Regions from separate parts of the Mus musculus genome. Here region 2 is linked to region 1. Evidence: chromatin contacts called from public capture Hi-C data. All regions are on one chromosome and are shown on one strand. The core of a region is the stretch at or near the end of the contact, and the rest is flanking DNA. Distances in the headings are between cores, read along the strand shown. Region 1 overlaps Camk2d (calcium/calmodulin-dependent protein kinase II, delta). Region 2 overlaps Camk2d (calcium/calmodulin-dependent protein kinase II, delta).

The links. Capture Hi-C pulls out chosen DNA fragments and counts their contacts.
Region 2: a capture Hi-C map of bone marrow-derived macrophages shows a contact between it and region 1, with 2.6 times the contacts expected there. The contact joins two enhancer-like sites. A contact is called at or near these places in 1 of 15 datasets of contacts at CTCF or cohesin (the NIH/3T3 cell line), 5 of 484 Hi-C or Micro-C datasets (bone marrow-derived macrophages, embryonic fibroblasts, myocytes and 2 more), 5 of 115 datasets of contacts at active chromatin or transcription factors (the 230-238 cell line, bone marrow-derived macrophages, cardiomyocytes and 2 more) and 4 of 9 other capture datasets (adipose tissue, bone marrow-derived macrophages, liver and 1 more).

Annotation. Positions count from the first base shown.
Region 1 is chr3:126,624,461-126,627,160 of GRCm38.p6, forward strand. All of the region lies in intron 2 of Camk2d (calcium/calmodulin-dependent protein kinase II, delta), which reads left to right. Among named protein-coding and RNA genes, the nearest start is that of Camk2d, 29 kb to the left of the region's middle. Within about 2 kb of position 1,306, at least 49 of the 459 cell types and tissues checked have an H3K27ac peak or open chromatin away from gene starts, as enhancers often do. A contact at or near this core is called in bone marrow-derived macrophages, where this site is marked.
Region 2 is chr3:126,769,829-126,772,528 of GRCm38.p6, forward strand. Camk2d (calcium/calmodulin-dependent protein kinase II, delta) reads left to right here. Exons shown (of 21, transcript NM_001346635.1): 6 at 957-1,029. Among named protein-coding and RNA genes, the nearest start is that of Gm15551, 100 kb to the left of the region's middle. Within about 2 kb of position 1,288, at least 49 of the 459 cell types and tissues checked have an H3K27ac peak or open chromatin away from gene starts, as enhancers often do. A contact at or near this core is called in bone marrow-derived macrophages, where this site is marked.

The DNA.
Region 1 (2,700 bases), core at 56-2,555:
TTTCTGGTGTCAATCATGAAGGTGCCAGTTTTAATGCCCAACCTTCTGGGCTGCAGCTGGTCCTGCACAGGAAGCCACTTTGGCATTAATATTTCAGGTTTCCTCTCTCCTGCCATCAACCCAGAGTCCTGAACAATTGGCACTGTTCAATCGACATGCTCATGAATATCCGTGTATGCTACATATTCAGAAAAGTTACTATGGAATGATAAAATCTGTGAAATCTCTGCACCCAAGTAGAAGGGCAGCCTAGCATATTCTCGGATATTCTCTAACTAGAGAATGATGCAGGGTTCTGCAAGTTTTAAAGGCATTCTGCACTAAACACTTCTGTAACTTTTCCTCTGGAGTCCACTCTGAAGTAAGAATCAGCAGAGGGTTTTCCATGCTCATTTAAAATTTTATTTACAAAAAGCTAAGAGGAAAAACAATTAGAAACAAGTGAATTAAATTAATAATCACTTGTTACCAATATCCCAAATAAGATGTTTAAGATATACTTGGTTGTCTGTATTGTTTCCTAGGAGTTTGTGTATACAGACTTTATTTTATATCCTAGCCTAGTGCTGAAATAAATATTCAATGTCTATTTAAAAAGTTAACAGCGAGTGTTAAGAAATCGTATGCTCTCTGTGTATTACAGAACTTAGGTGAGATTCCTCCTATTTAAAACTTAAGGTTGTTGTTTCCTTAAAAATAGCATCCTTTCATGTAAAGGCAAGTTGAACACGTGCTCTCCTTTGCACATGTTTGGCCTGGCCCTTGGCTTCCCATTGTTGAGTCATGAACAAAGTGAATCTGTCAAATAATCAGTTTATGAAGAGGAATTTATAGAATCCCATACTGGAGAAGCCACAGGTTTGAGCAGGGCTTTTATGCGTCTACGTTCATAAAAAGATGACTCGGCCTTTTCTCTTTCTGTGAGAACACACCAAGCAATGACTCCCATCCCCACAGTTCTGCTTTTAGACTTGTAACTAAGATTTCAATAGATGAAGTAGCAATTTCCAATAGTTTTAGCATTGGTGTTATAATTCGCGCACGTGTCTAGCACGTTGACTTTTCATTTGAAAAACTGGAGCATATAGAAAACAAACTCAGCTGAAGAAGGCAGGAAAGGGGCTCAGTTTAGCCATTGAAGGGGATTTGTATTTGCTGAGAATGGGCTTTTAGGTTGAACCAGCCTCTAGTTCCTCTTCGATGCTTCCTTTGTGGTCTTTGTGACCAGACATTTAATGTGTCAGAGGCATCAGGGGCTCAGGAGTCCTTCCCTAAACACCATGCAGCTGTCACAGGTCAAGGAGAAATACTGAGACTCATTTGAAATCGCTCAGAAGCCCCATTCCATGGAATGGTTCTGGCTGTGGATCGCCCATCACACCATCTGCCATTAGGGCCCAGCTTTGTACTTTCTGCCCATGCAGGGTTCCTGCTCTGCTTCGGAGCATCTCACAGTGACTTGTCACAACATACACGGAGTCTTTCGCTTCGTTCGTTTAGGCTGTATGTTTGTGTGAATGTTTACTGTTGGTCTGAACTCACTTGTAAGCGGTAACCAGTCCTGTCTTTTATTAATATCCATGTATATATGCTAGGTAGATGTGTGTATTTTACGTGATGCACAGCACAGAAGAGATACCTATAGTTCCAAATACATGGAATGAACTTAAGCTCCAAGGGCAGAAAAAATTCAAAGTTCAGCTTCTTTTGTTTGAATGTGTGAAAAGTCAAACTTCAAATAATTTAAGAAAGTATAGAATGCAAAAAAAATTTACAATCTTAAATGGAAAGTCTAGTGGAACAAACATTAGGCTTGAACTGAAATCTCTGCTGTGAGTATGGTTATCATATCTCTTACCTGATTCCCATTATGTGAGTTCACATCATGTGATAGCTCGACCAGGACAGACTAGGAAAGTCAAAAGTTATTCGGGTCAGCAAGCTCTCAAATTGTGCAAGGCCTTTGCAATTTAATTACTCCTGGCAGCCTTCAGTTCATACTAATAAACTCTGTGAACTACTTGTAACTGACACCTCTGTGAATTAATACACTTGTGATTTAAGGCAGATTCATTAAAAAGTCTTATTGAATCCAAAATAATTTAACCTTTAACACAGGAAACACCAGTGTAATCCCCCAGCAGTGGATTGCTTTGACCGTAAGGAGAAAGATGTTGTTACTCCTAGGTGCCTAGACTATAGACTAGAAAGTAGAATGACCCACTTCTTGTCATCCAGAGGGGTCAGAGGGAAGGAGTGGGGCACAAGTCTCATGTCAGTCATTAAGTATTTTCCCAGGAATCTGTGGACTTAAAACAAGGGGTAGAACTTGTAGGATGGAGCAGAAATCCTTACTCAGATAATTTTCATGATTTGAAGCACTGCTTGCTTCTATCCTTAGAAAATAGCAAGCTAGGGATAACTTGATTAATGAACATAATATTACATAGCACTTAGGAAAAGAGCATTATGTATTGGTGTTATTTTTTTTTTAGTCTCCACAAACATTAATAACAGCAACAGCAATGACATTTAGATTGCATTCCAAAGCCTTTTGCAACTAGAAACAATTTTAATTTTATATCCTCACGATGACTGATAAATTACTAGAGACGATTTATTGAATCCCCATTTAGACCCAGGAATGCTGATACGTAGAGAATTTGACCAAGTAGCCTGTGGTCTCAGACCTTCCCAAGG
Region 2 (2,700 bases), core at 38-2,537, 150 kb after region 1:
CCCTTTAGTTTGTACTTGGGTTTGAACTGCACAGTCAATGTGTACAAAGACGTGTCAGTGTGGTGTGTTCTGCGTTATTGTGTGTCAGGTGACAGCTTATTGGGGACTTGGGGCTGCCAGGCAAAAGATTTACTCTAATCTGATTAGCAGCTGACGAAATTAGTAAGCGTCTAGTAAGAGTAGCATCCTTGGTGCCTTTTAACATGGCAATAAGTAAAGGGTCCTTCTCTAGAGTGGGTGGGTGGAAATAGAGTTCACAGTTACCAGTTCCCCAGAGGATCTTAAACTTCTTTGTAAGCTCCTCTGCCCCTCCCCAGAGTCTTCTTACAGTAAGCAGTTTATTTTATGTCATGGGTCAACTTTGTTCCCCCGTCTCCTCTTGGAGCTTGCATTCATTTTCTTATCCCTGTGTCGTACAGGAAGCACCCCTTCTAAATCACTGGTACGTGTGTCCTTCCTCTTTTTTTGAAATCCCTGTTTCACTTACCACTTCGTCTGTGTCTACCCTCTCGTTTCAACCCGTTTGCTTGTGACCTCAGATCTCAAACAGTTTGGATTGTGTATGACAAGCACATGGAAATTGGGCATCTCTAGATAATCTTTCCAGACCATTTTGGGAACTAAAGCATCCAATTTCCTTTCAGAATATGAACCTCAATTTCTCTCACCTCTGCTTTTATCTGTAGACCAACAAGAGGAAGCACAGCTTAAATTGTTTTGTCTGACTATGTCACAAATTCTATGTTGGATGTCATTTTAGTAAAAATCAGATTTAGCTTTATTCAACGTTATTTAAATGCTGGTGTAAAGCTAAGAAAAGTGTGAATAAATATAATTTTGTTTGTTTGTTTTGTTTTGTTTTGTTGGAACCTTCATTTTATTTATTTTTTTTAATCCAATGTGATTATGTGCCTTTAAAATGTTCTCCCTCCCATTCTGCCCTTGTATCTTTGCAGTCATTGTATACAACAGATTCTAGAGAGTGTAAATCATTGTCACCTAAATGGCATAGTTCACAGGGACCTGAAGGTCAGTATATGGAGTCCATAAATCTGAATCAAAGAAGTTTCTTTGGTTTTATTCTTCTGGGGAAAGGGCAGAGGTCGGGGGGCTGCATTTCAAATGGTGTTCAAAATGCCTTTCCCAACTCTATCTTGAAATGAATAATGAATGACAATGCATGCTGCCTTTTCAGTTTGCTCATCTACAGGCTACATATACATCATAGCAGGAAGGGAAGAACAACATCAATACGGCACGCCGTTTCCAAGCAGTAAATTACCAGAGGCGATTAGAGGGCAGGCTTTCCTGAATTGTCCAGCATTGGCCTGGAATGAACTTGGTCTGTGATGTATGTCCGCCTGTAGATTTAAACACCACTTCTGTTCTGAGGCCATGGGTTGCTGAAGCAGGACGACTGGCTACACATTGCTCACCTGAGCCTGACAAACCCCAGGCAAAGGGTAATGATTGCCAGCTAGACTGCATGCAGCTCAAGAAGTCCATGATTGTCAAAAATTCATGACGCGTCCTCACTTAAATCCAATGGTGCCTTGTGTGCTATTGGGACTTTTAGAACCATACTTGAAAAATGGGAAAGAATTGGCAAAGATTTTATGTGGATAAAGTGATAGCATACCACAACTACAGAGATAACATTTGTGTTCCTGTTCGTTTTCTGGAAGAATTTATAACCAGGAAATGAGCTCTAGAACAAAATGATATTGTCCACATAGATTCTCATCATGGCTCTTGGCTGGTCATATCCTCACTGTTCCGAGGTAGTAGTCATTCTCCTTGAGCAATGTGTTTCTATTACTGAAGGAGGTCAACCACAACACAAGTTGTCTGCTAGCTTTGCTCTCTAACCCGGTCTCTCTGAGGGTATACAGACAGTGAGTGTAAGCTTGGGAACTAACACACGCCCCCTGGTGTTTGCATGCAGTCATTGCATTCAGCAGATCCTGGAGGCTGTGCTACACTGCCATCAGATGGGCGTAGTCCATCGGGACCTAAAGGTGAGTAAAGCTGTTGGAGAAGATGAAGAAAGAGCCACACAGTTTCTAATGACTGTTCAGCTGCAGTTATGCCCGGAAAGGCAAACACTCAAGCAATATGTGGACTCGTTCCATACATGAATCCAAGTGCTTCCTCTACCACAGCCTCCATTCAGCTCCTAACATATCCTTGAAACTGATAAATTCCTGTCTTTCAGAAAGGAATAGTTTGCTAACGTTAACAATAAGTAACGTGCTTTATTTCCATACCCCAGGGAATGGGCATGGAATTTAACTTGACTTTAAGATTTATGATTTTCAGTACACTTTGATCATACATGATATTTTACATTTATACTATATATCTAACATTATATAAATAATCTTAAAAAGTATTAACACAGCTTAGGTTCAGTGATTAAGTGCCATTTTGAGCCCTGAACTCTTTTCCCTCCTATTAATTCTTAGAATTCTAGGACTGTAGGCTTATTGATTCTTTTATTTGAATTTCTACAAATAAAAATACTGAGGTCTCTTAAAAATAAGGAAGGAAAGAGATTGTATCAGAGCAAGCATATCAATCACAGGTCTATATTTTTTCAGAGGGACCCCACTAGCTTGTAAGAGTTTATGTGATTCCCATTACCACTGAGAACAAGAAAACTTTAGGTCATTTGGAATGAGACGGGCTAGGGAAGTCTTC